2 separate regions of the Mus musculus genome follow, and region 1 is linked to region 2. A link is a contact called in public promoter capture Hi-C data. All regions are on one chromosome and are shown on one strand. Each heading gives the region's core, a stretch centred on a gene start, on an enhancer-like site or on the middle of the called end of the contact. The rest is flanking DNA. Distances are from core to core; before and after follow the strand shown.

Region 1 (6,031 bases), core at 3,414-5,913, 1.3 Mb after region 2:
CCCAAATTTTTGTGCTTGTATGCAAATGGGTTAGTCTCAGTCCAATCTTCCCTGAGTGCTTTTAAATGAGATATATTAGTCAAAGTGTGTGGTGCGCCTCTGCCTCTGTGAGCTCAGTAGTGACTCCCATCTGAGATTGTCCCAGTTCTTTCCAAGGCCATTGACAAGCCTGACTGGTCACCTAGAGGGTTCCACACACAAAATCATTTTTCTTAGTTAATGTTTCTCTCTCTTGGCTTATTATCCTTACGGTATGTAACCAACGATACATTTCTTTCTGACCAGCTAAGGCTCCTTGGAAGTTTGCCTGATGAGCCGTTTTCAAAGTGAGCTGATAGAGTCTAGGGCTGCATCCGTTCCAGAGGCAGGATGGAAGTGGGCCATTGCAGTGGATCCAATTCAATGAACACCAACTCCAAAAGGCTCAGCCTGGCACAAGAAAATCTGAGTGAAGACTCCCAACAATGATGGTCATGCACCCCAGAGAGAATCTATTTTCAGGGTCACAGTCAGCGTCATTGCTGTTGACTACGCTGCTGAGCACCCATGGCTTTTAGAGGATCAGTTTTCAAATACAACACTGCAGGATACGGACTTCTGGACACAGTAAGGCATCCGTGGGAACTGAGCATCCGTTCTGTCTGCAGTTGCCACCGTGCTTTACGTGCATTCTGAGCCTTGCAAAAACCACGCTACGTAGTGTGATGCAGATTCCAGAAGTAGAGACATGGACCAATTTTTTTTAGTTTTGGAAGATCACTATTTCTTGAGAGGCAGAAGTGGGTTTCTTATTATGGAGGGGCGACCCCAGAGGCTGCCTTGGTTAAAGCCACACTGCAAGGTCTTCGATTTGATTCCTGTTGGGGGTCATGTTGGTTGCTTGGTTTGGCAGGTTTGAGCGTGGAACCTGGGGCCTTGCGTGGGTTACACAAGCACTGTGCCACTGAGCCGCATCCCTAGGCAAGCAATGCCGTCTGAATAACCACTAAGACATACAGTTCCATTACAAATAAATCCACAGACGGTCATGGTGATTTGTAAGGGCATCATTGCTTTTTATCCACTCTTTAGGGGCTGAGGTACAAGAAGGTAGGGAGTGGTCCATCTTCAGGCCGGGTGCCTGGAGCCAGCAGTGGATGTTGACTATCACGGACACTGCGACAACAGAGGGTCTGTTCTGAGCCTACCTTGTGTGTCAGCCACTGGGTGATCACCAGAGCAGCCCTTACAGGCTGGTACCTCCACACCTTCACCTTCTCAGCACACACCCAGACCCCTGCTTCCCCGAGCTTGCAAAATCAGCCTGGCACTCAACGGGGCGTTGGAGGGTAGCAGGAATGTCCCTTTTTCTTACCTGTTCTTGTGAGTCTCATGGTCCTGGTTCATGGACCATGGATATTATAGAAAATAATTTAAGCCATGATTTTACACAGGACTCAGGGAAGGTGGACCCAGTGGAAGGGAAGAATTCTTACCTTCATGGAGGGTGTGTCTCGTGGCAATGTGACCCTGACCATGGAACCAGCCCAAGGTTGTTTGAATGAGATGTCCCTAACAAGCCCCCAGTTTGTGGTTGTTTTGGAAGGGTTAAGAAGGTGTGGCCTTGCTGGAGGAAATCTGTCACTTTGAGCCCTTGATGTCTCAAAAGTCACATGCTATCCCCACTTGAGGATCCCTCTGCCTTCTGCTTATGGTTCAAGAAGAACGCTCTCAGAGGTTGTTAGAACTATCTGGTACCAGTTAGTCCAACACTGCGGACCCTAACCATGAAGCCGTGAGTCCCAGATAATCTTTCTCTTCTTTAAGTTGCTTTTGGCCATCCTGTCGTCACAGCAATAGAAAAGAGACGAATGCGCCTGCCCTGCGGATCTGTGTCACATGGTCCCACCTTCTCATACTGCCCCTTGTCTCTCTCTACACATAACGACATTTACCTGTGTAGCAGATTGGCTCAATCTTCCCAGGTCTCATTTCCTGCTCCAGAGCATCCAAAGGGCTCTTGACATTTGCAAACCCAAGGCCTAGGTCCCAGATGCATCTCCCGCTTTCACTCTATCCTATCAAGGGCCTTCCAAGATGCTCATGCGCCGGCCAACGCCAGCACAACCTGCCCCTGCCTGTGACATTTGCCTGTGTATTCCTGTCTACCTGCAGGGCTACCACACTGCACAACTCTCCTGGATCTGCTCATAGCAAAATCTGCACAATGAGCCCGGGGCCAGCCAGGTCGCATATCCCACTGTGTCTGCCCCCAATGGAAGTGGGAATTTTCAGCAGGAACACTACAGTTTTTGTTTGTTGGGGTTTTTTTTTGTTGTGTGTTTGTTTGTTTTGTTTTTTAAGTCAAGTCACTCTTTGTAGTAGGGGAACAGCCATACTTATTGCAGAGTGTTTTCCCCATGTCTATGACACTGCCTCCACTCAGTCACAACAGCCAAACTTGTCTCTTAGATCTTGTCACCTCTGCTGGAGAACCACAGAACACACTTGAGGCTTCACCTTCAAAGCCTGTCACTCAACAGAAGAGAGAACAGACTGGCTTGCCCAAGTACCCTGGACCATGTCCACTAGCCCTACATCAAGATACTGAGCCTTCTACTTCAAACATATCCCGCCCCCCTACACCTCTAACGAAAGGGACACACTTGAGACACTTGGCAACTGCATGTCTCCCAAGGCGAGCATAAAACAGAAACTCAAGGAACCTCAGCTAGTGACTGAGTGCTTTGCACACTTGGCAGGAAATTCGGTTCCAGACAAGCTTTGCGACAGCAGGGGTCCCTGTCACCTCAGAGGACAAGCACTTGGGAACCTGGTACTTTCCCCACAGCCTGGTGCCGGTGCTCACCAAGAGAAGCAAACCCATCCAGGTTTAGTCCATTATTCCAAGCTAGAAGAAAGTCCTCGAGTTTGGTGAAATCAAACAATAAAATACTGTTAAGCACTCTGGCTTGTCAAAATCGGGGGTGCATTTAAGTTGAAAGTCAGAGGCCTTCCTTCTGAAGCAAGGCAAGCTCAGCCTATGCACAGGGCAGCTGGCTTCCATTTAGGGAAGGTCCGCAGGACCTGAGAGTCTGTGATGTAAATGAAGAACAGAGGCCCCCAACAATTTAACTGTCATCGTTGGAAATGCTCTGACTGGCATGGCCACAGGCCCAAACCTCCACTCCATCTGGGCAGCTCCTAGCCTGCCTTACAAGAAGATGAAAGGATCAGGTCAGCTCCCTGCAGGCAGACATTATGCCTCCAGTGGGGCAGGGATGGGGGGCTAAGAGAGAGCTGGCAGGGGAGAGCCAATGTGGGCCTCTCTGACTTCTGCCGGTCTCTGGGTACACAGGTCCCAGGGGACATGAGTACCACTCTGTTGCCCTGGGCTTTGGAACTATGGGGGCCACTGAGTTGCTTTCTGATGTCTTTTTCTCAGAGTCCCTCCTCTCTGTGCAGGCATGCCTCAGTTCCTCTCTCTATGCACAGGTGTCTCTGCTTCTGTCTGTCACCCACTCTGTGTCTGTCTGTCTCTGAGTTTTAGCTGCCTCTCTCCATCCCTTCTTCTCTTGTGCATCTCTCTGTCTTTCCTCTCTCACTTTCCTTTCTTCTTGTTCTCTGTCACCCTGTCTGCTTCTTTGAGTCACTCTACTTAGTCATCTGCTTTGTTTCTGGTGAGCATGCATGTGTCTGTGCCTATGTGCCGATCCCTTCTGCCTCTGTCTCTTTCTCTTATCCTAAGATTATCAACCTAAGATGGACTAGTTCATTCAACAGTCTAAAGGGTCCCTCAAAGCTCAACAGTACTAGAGGATAAGACCCCTGGCTTCAGTGATGCACAACACCCTGATGACATTGTGAGCTGAATACTCCTGTGCTTGGAAGCCCTGCCCTCCCTACCCTGGGCAGAAAACATCCTAGCTGTTCCCAGGAGCCTCAGGTTGCTTCTTAAGTCTTTGCACTGGGGACGGAACCCAAGACACAGTGTGGCCACCCTCCTAAGAGCTCACACTCCTAAGAGCCCAGCCAAAGCCTTCATGGGGCAGTAACTACAGAGGTCACAGTAAAATCTTACCCTGGGCTGTAGAGTTGGGGATCTAGGGTCTTCACACTTCTCTATTTGCCCCATTCTCTGATCTTGAAACCCAAGGCTTACGAAAACAACATGGCAAATGCAAGCATTTGGGAAGCAACCTGTGATTAGACTTTGCATACCAAATGTACGCCTTCTTCCCTCACTTAGGAAAAAAAAACTTTATTTATTTTTAATTCATTACACACACTTCTCATCCTGATCTCAATGCCGGGCTCTTTTTATGCCTTACCTAGTTTCAAATTCACAATCCCATGAAGTGAGTGCTACCTTCCCACCTACTAGTGAGCAGATGAAGGAACTAAAGACCAGAGAGGTTAATTCACCTGCCCAAGGTCACATTGTTGGTTAAGCGGCAGAGCCAGGGTGATGGGCTGTGAGCAAATTAATAGATTCCAACTGGCATCACGAAATTTATATTTCCGCCTCTGCCGAGGTCCCTACCACTGCAAGTAATCCTGAAAATTCGTCATGAAGCTTTCAAAACAATTTATGCAAACAAACCTCAAGTGGGCTATTTGTATTGGCAGCCCATTTCACTTAACCACCCACAACAAGGAACAGATGGCCTGGGCCAGTGCTGGAATCACCCGCAAAGAAAACAGGCGAGGCGGAGGCATGCAGCCCGCCTTGGGACTCGGACTTGCACGATTACAGGCTTGTTCTTGTTTGTGTCTTTGATTCCGTTGTTAGTTTATGTACTTGTGAAACCAACCCGACATTGCATGGCACAAGTCTGTTCAAAGACCCCTTGGCAGCCATCTTGGGATAGTGGGAGCCCGGTGTTTCTTCCTGCCGGAAGTAGACTGATCTTGCAGACACTAGATCAGGGGCTGTTAAAAAAGCAAGACAAATGTTCAGAGAGCCCAATTTACCTGCCTGGTATTTTTCCAACTTTGTTTCCACTGGGAGAGTCTAGACTGGAAGGCAGATCCTGGGTTCAGATCCCAGACAGATGGCAGAGGGTGGCTGTTCACAGCTCCCAAATTGAAGGTTATTCAAATGTTAATGGCTTTGGAGGCTGAACATTTAGGAGGTGATTAGGATTCTAGAAGATTCTGAGGGTGACACCCCTGGGATAGTATGAGTGGCCTTAGAACAGTGGTTCTCAGCCTTCCTAGTGCTGCAACCCTTTAATACAGTAATAATAAGATTATTTTTGTTGTTATACCATAACTATAATTATACTGTTATGAATCACAATGTGAGTATCTGTGTTTTCAGATGGTCTTAGGTTACCCGTGTGAAAGGGTTGTTTGACCCCTAAGAGTCACAAGCCACAGACTGAGAACACTGTCTTAAAAGAGTTACTGAACTTGCTCTCTCTTGCACACGGTACCTTCCCAGGTGCTATGTTAGATACAGGTGAAGCTGTCCCGATACCAGGCAAGGCCAGTAGACTCACAGTTTCTAGAAGCATGAGCTATTCAGTGATAGCCATAAAAATGGTCAAAGACAGATTGTCGGTGATGCTCTTCCCCAGAGAGGCTGGGGTCCATCTTTGAGTGCTAATTTGGGCAGTAATGTGTGGCCATTACAGACAACTGAAACAAGAAAGAAAAATTAAGTCTATGCACATTGAAAGTTAATTTAAAATCCATACTGATGCCAGGCAGTAGTGATGCACACCTTTAATCTCAGCAGGAAGCAGAAGCAAGCAGATCTCTGAGCTTGAGGCCAGCCTGGTCTACAGACTGTTTCAAAACAGCCAAAGTGGTTACACAGAGAAACCCTTTCTCAGACACCATGATGATGATGATGATGACAATAATAATAACAATATTAATACATATTGGCATGCATCAGAGGCCATAATCAACCAAGGAGTTGAGAGGAAGCAGGAAGTGTGCATGCTCAGATCAGGAAAGGTAATTTCAGGCAACATGCTAAGTGGAGGTTTGGCGTGTTAGCTATGGATTAAAAAGGGGAACCCAAGGTAAAGGGATTCACTTA
Region 2 (6,346 bases), core at 3,751-6,250:
CTTAAAATAGTCTCTGAAACCTAATAACAGTTGCTATTAAAATAATCTCTGATGCATTCAAACTTTTCATACCTTTTGCTTCCCCCCCCCTTTTTTTTTTGGTTTTATGAGACAGGACTTCATGTAGCAGAGGCTAGCTTCAAATTTGCTCTGTGGCTGGGATGACCTTGAACTCCTGACCGTCCTGCCTCTACTTTCCAAGTGCTGGGATCACAGGCATACACTATCACACTCAGATTTCTCTCCTTTTGACCTACAAATTAAGTTGTGGGTTTTTTGTTGTTGTTGTTGTTTAGAAAACTGTCTATGCCATCAAGCTTCAGTGAGGTCTTTGTGATGACTGCTTTTCATATAGCAATAGGGGTCTGAGCAACGGCTTTATTCACTGGTGTGGCCTTCATCACTTTTTCAGGAGGAAATTGGTTCAACAGATTTCTAATTCCTCTAATTCTGAGCACTGTAAAGCTCATAGTTAGAAAAGCCAGGCTGCCCGGTCTGGGAACGCAGTGAGGTAGCATACAACACTTGCCTGGCATGTGAGAGGTTCAATCTGCAAATCTGTGTGTATTTCTTACAGAGACAAAACTGGAGCAATTCAGTGAACATAATATTATTAGGGCATTTTTTTTTCTGAATGAGGGAGCTAGGATATAGAAAAATAAAATATAAAGCAAATACAAATTCCTCAGAAATAAACCCAAAACCTGTGGTTTGAAAGTTTCACAGATCATTTCTCTATAAGCTATTTAATATATTGAAAATTAACTTTTTGACCTAACATTGTGGTACATACTTTTTAAAAAAATCCCAGCAACAAGGAGACAGAGGCAGGCAAATATCTGTGAGTTCGAGCCCAGTCTGGTCTACATAGTGAGTTCCAGACCAGCAGTGCATACATACATAGTAAGACGTTGTCTCAAAAACCAAATCAAACCAAACCAAACTAAACCATACCAAACCAAACCTAACCCAACCAAACCCAACAAATTTCTAAAACTTTTACGTATATACACACATTTAATTTCAGTCAATATAAAAGACTGAGGGTAGCTACTGATGATAAGGATTGAACTTACATAATACCAAAACCCAGTTTTAAAACACTTCAAATTTATTTGTATTTGAACACCTGACACTGGTTCCATTATCTAAATCAAAGCCTAAACATCCTTCCTTTTAATAATAGGTGTGGGGGCTGGCAAGATGGCTCAGTGGTTAAGAGCGCTGACTGCTCTTCCGAAGGTCCGGAATTCAAATCCCAGCAACCACATGGTGGCTCACAACCATCCATAATGAAACCTGATGCCCTCTTCTGGAGTGTCTGAGGACAGCTACAGTGTACTTACATATAATAAATAAATTTTTAAAGAAAAAAAATTGGTGTGGTCAATTTGTTCTTATATACTTATAATTAAGCCTGGCCAGAGACATTGTTACAATTAAAAGGTGTATGTAGAGTCCTTAAGACACAATTTAACCCTGAGCCTTCTACAAGCAAGGATAGTGGTGTAAGGGTCTGACTAGCTTTGTCACAGACAGGAACTTGGTTCTTCAGTCTCTGGTGTTTGAAAGCAGTGCTTTGCTTTCTCAGTTGAAAATACTCCAGCTCTACAGGAACAACCAAATGCTAAAAGGATAAAGAAAGCCTTTAATGTATATTAATGTGGTTGAAAACTCACTATCACTTGCATAAACACGCCATTTTGAGATACTCTACTTGAAAGGCAAAATATTTAAAATATGGTATTTCCTCCCAAATAAAATGTGAACATAAAGAAGTGTTTTAATGGTGAATGTGATTTAAACCAGGCAATTCAGTTTGGGGGCCTGATACTCTATGCAGTTTCTACTGATGTGTGGAATTTTAAAAAGATGATTTATAACAACTCTTTATCAGAACAGAGGGGGATCTTGCATTTGCTATGAGCTGTTGATAATTGATGCTCGCAGTAAAATACCATATGTGTTTTAAACTCTCTCTCTTGTTTAGTCCAATCAAGAGCTATATAGTTACTCAAATGGCTGGCTTTGTATGACTATCAGAAATACTTTAAATTAAAAGTAAAGAAATTACTGATCAAAGTTCATAACTGTAATAAATAACAGGTGGCCATACCTTGTAACCCTCCAACTCCAAAGAGGTTTAGACCTGTATCTTTCACCGGCAGGTCTCCTGCTGTCTCGTCACTTGGGCCAGACATGGTCTATCTGTGGAGAAAAGAAAATTTAAACAAACTCTTCCTAAGTTATTGCATTAGCTATGCAATGGAATGAGCCAAATAAAGGGGCTAGGAAACTAGAACTTTAATGGACATGTTATTGCCCACATGTGTTGCCTGAGCAAGATGAAAGCTCCCAGTCCAGAAGGAGCACTGCACCCAATCACGAGGACTGTCTTCTGAGCAGAGGATTTACTACAGTCTTCTTAGGAAATGAGTAAGATTATCATCCTTCCTTTCCTTATTCATCTCTCTGAAGCAAAACCAAACCCTTCCGCAGTTCAGAAATACTTCGATCCCTACACTTTTCCTTAAAGAGAGCATGAATTCTCGGGGGAAAAAAAAACAAAACCAAACAAAACGACAACAAAACCAAAAATACCCCCCCAAAAACCCAAAACAAACCACAACTCAGGCCATGTACTCGAGTCAAACAGTTAGTTCTACCTTCTCATAGTTGGCCAAGTCATTAAATTTACCTAATTTTAAAAACAGAGCAAATTATACCCATCTCATAGTTATCCTAAAAGCACGTAAAGGCCTTTAGCAAATGTGCTGGGGATGTCAAGTGTCTCGAAATGCCCACTGACTACATGCTGTGCCCACCCAGGCTGCCCCTTTCAGGCTTTGTGAAGGAGGAGGCACCATTTGTTCACAGTGTGATTTTACTTTGTCTCCCTCCTTTGTTACTTCATGGCTTGTTCTAGAACTTTCAGTTTCTTTTCTCTATAGAGACATACCATAGTAACTTAGTGTTGTATGTGGACATGAATATACAGTGTATAGTAAGCAAATAAATAAGGAAAAACGTACACTCTCGATTTCCACTTTGACCTTCCTAGAAAGGTCTAGATGTGAACTGTTAGTACCCTGGTAAGGAAGAGACTTTCCAGTTCTAGAATGTTGGTTGAAGAATGTGAAGACCAAGACGTTAGAATGCTTGTCCATCTTGTTCACCTGTCTGAGAAGCTGGCACAGAGGGTGGCACACTCAGCGAGCAGCATTTATTAAACAGTCACTTGAATGGATAAAGGGATTGAATTGGATTTCAGTGTCTGAAATTTGAAGACGTGGCTACGTATATGTGCATGAAGAGTCTCTCTTAGAGAGAGGGCCTGGAACTTTGATTGGAACTCATGATGGGCTGAGAACCACTGCTAGGGGCAAATATCTGAAAGAATGTCTGCAGAAGTTGATGCTAACACATATTGTTCACTGTGCTTACAGTGTGCGTAAGCAATGGCTACTCAAATGGTTCCTGAGATACAAACAGAAGCTAAGACAAGCTAGCTCAATTGCTCAAGGTCATTAGATACAAACAGAAGCTAAGACAAGCTAGCTCAATTGCTCAAGGTCATTAATGCAGGAGTTAGTTGTTTGGTGATATTTCTGGTTATCATGACCGAGAAGAAAATTGTTACTGGTCTGATGTAGGTAGATGGCACAGTGAATTCTCCCTCTTTGCTATGATCCACTTACAACCTTCCCTGCTTTCCTCACATATGGCATGCTTTTATCTTGCTCCTAAGGCTCTTCTGTCTCCTCATACTTCAGAGCTCAGTCCAACTGACCTTTCCTTAGAGTTTCCCTTACTGTTCTGTGTTAATTTTCTTCCTGGTTTCTAACTTTTCTTTTTCAAGGGAAGCCCAGGCTGTCTAGGCTGACATGAAATTCACCAAGAACACTAAACATACTGGCCTCAAATTCTCTATTTTTTCCTTGTGTTTTTTTTTTCTTTAAAAAATGGGGGGGGGGGTCATCTCACTATATAAACTTGGCTGGAATTCAAAGATCTCCCTGCCTCTACTTCCAGAGTGTTACGATTAAAGTCGGGTGTCACCATGCCCTGAGTAGACTCTGAATTTGTCCTGAGTGTGCCACCACCCTGCTGTGGCTTATTGCTTACAGCAACAGCCTTTGTCATTATCCCAGAGTTGTATCGTAATTCATTGTCATGTCATGCATTTTTAACCTAGTATATTTTCACACCTATATCATAGTTTCTTGCTTATATCTGTCCCCTACCACTCCCCCCCCCATCTCTCTAGCTTCCTCTCACTGGTCTCCTTCCTCCCCCAAATAGTTCCTCTTCTGCTATCTGATGTCACATAGTAGACATTAACGCTATCATTTATTGAATGAATGAATGAATGAATGAATGCCAGGCACTGAGTTTAAACAAAGTCTCTGCCCTGTAATGGCTTTAACAGACTATGGGAGTAGTCAGATGAGAAACAGTAATAAAGAATAAAAGATAGGCCACTAGAAACTGATTGTGGTGGTGGGAACTTGAGGCAAGACCTATTATTGATTGAATTTGAGACGAGCATGGGCTAAAAAGGCTAGTTTAAGGCCAGCCTAGGATGCATAGGGAGACCCCCTTTTAAAAACTAATCGACAATCAGCAGCAGCAGCAACAACAACAACAGTAACAAGCCAACAACAACAACAGTAACAAGCCTCTTGGGAGGCTTAGGTTCTACCATCCAAGCCCAGTTTCTGGGAAACAGAGTGAAATGTGACTGGGACCTTTGAGTTGTAGGACTTAGGGTTGCCAATTCTTATCAGCTGCGTTTCTGGCTGGGCGGGCGGTCAGGGCGAGTCAGATGCAGGCCTGCGGATGTGGAGGTGTGTCGGGATGGACTGCTTTCCACGCAAGAATCCCAGGTCTATCCTGGGCTTCGAACAGACTCCAGGCTCAGTTGTGAGGCCGCGGAAGAGCCAGCCAACCTGCATTAGCCCCCACCTCACAGAGTACTCACCTCCGCGTTCGCCCTCAGCTAGCTACCGGTTGCTATAGCGCCCAGGGCGCGAGCCTCTGCAGGCCCAGAGGAGCACGGGAAAACAGTGAGTCCCGTTACCCACTGGGAAATGTAGTTCTCCGTAGGGTGCGGGCCGTCGGCGGGTCGCGTAGCGGACTACGCTAGCCCTGCTAGCTGACTGGAGAAATTCAGCTCCGGAGCCCAAGGAGTACTCGGGAGTCTCGCGCAGCATTCTGGGAAGGGTAGTTCTTCTAGGTATTAGAGCAAATGGCTCCAGGCGGGAGAGAGCCGTTGAGAGAACTACACACAGGAGGCGGGGTCCAGGGCGAGGGGGAACACGGCCCACGGTGGCGAAGGCGGCTTTAGTAGCAGCATGAAGCGCGTCCAGACCGCGGAGGAACGAGAGCGGGAAGCTAAGGTATGTGGGGCTCCGGGCGTCTGGGATTCTGTGTTAGTCCCGGGCTAGAGGCAGGGGACCCGCAGACCCGCTGGGATGGCTGAGTGGATGCTCGGCGTTAAGCCAAGGGGTGTCAGGGCCTTGTTTGCAAGAGACCTGCAGACGTGGTGTGAGTGTGCGCGCGCACGTCTGTGCTGTGAATTCATATTGCTCTGGATGCAGATCTGGATACAGTTAGTCTTGGTCAGAAATGAAAAGATAGACATCTATGTCCCTGTCCTGCTTCTGTCCCTATTCCTTGGTTATATTTGTAGCCACTCTCGAGCCTCAGTTTACCAGTTTACCACCTGTGTGTTTTCAGCTCGAGCGCAGCTGAGCCACAGATTTAGTATGGTGACATGTTTTTATTTGGAGCATTGCCTCAATGGCCAGATGACTTGTCTGCGTGGTCAGCACATCAGATACGCTTTACATAGCTTCTGTGGGTAGTACATTCCTGGACTCCGTCCTTGCTGTTCAGCTTTCTGACAGTGGACACTCCTTGGGATGACAGTAACAGCAACGGCGACTTATTTGCAGCATTTTTTTTTTTTTGTATCAGACACCTACATTAAATGCATAATTATTTCATATCATTGCAGCAGATGGCAAGACAGATATTACATAGGTAGAGTATAAACAGTCCGTTATGAAGATGAGCACTGGAAGCTCAATATTTTCCTTTTCCCCCATCCCCAAAGTTGGGACCTATTGATTTGTTCTAACTTATCAGCATTCAGTCCCCCTCAGTGGACACAACAGATTCTGCCCATCTTAAAAGTCTCTCTTGTCTGTAGCTCATTTGGCCAAAGGCCCTTGGCTATGCCGTTTGGTGCTTATTCTATGGTAGGTAAATACTGGCAGCGAGGATCAGTAGGAAATAAAACAGGTACAGTACTTGCTGTCGTAGAATTTTGTCTTGTAAGATT

What was found. Promoter capture Hi-C pulls out the DNA fragments that hold promoters and counts their contacts.
Region 1: a promoter capture Hi-C map of cranial neural crest shows a contact between it and region 2. The contact joins the enhancer-like site here to the promoter of Rpgrip1l in region 2. A contact is called at or near these places in 6 of 39 promoter capture datasets (the 3T3-L1 cell line, cranial neural crest, frontonasal cranial neural crest and 3 more) and 3 of 9 other capture datasets (adipose tissue, embryonic stem cells and embryonic tail).

Annotation. Positions count from the first base shown.
Region 1 is chr8:92,613,803-92,619,833 of GRCm38.p6, forward strand. No RefSeq gene overlaps it. Among named protein-coding and RNA genes, the nearest start is that of Irx6, 57 kb to the right of the region's middle. Within about 2 kb of position 4,664, at least 8 of the 459 cell types and tissues checked have an H3K27ac peak or open chromatin away from gene starts, as enhancers often do.
Region 2 is chr8:91,308,222-91,314,567 of GRCm38.p6, forward strand. It overlaps Rpgrip1l (Rpgrip1-like), which reads right to left and starts at 5,001. Exons shown (of 26, transcript NM_173431.2): 1 at 4,982-5,001; 2 at 2,117-2,208. The coding sequence starts at 2,201. It overlaps Fto (fat mass and obesity associated), which reads left to right and starts at 5,304. Exons shown (of 9, transcript NM_011936.2): 1 at 5,304-5,399. The coding sequence starts at 5,355.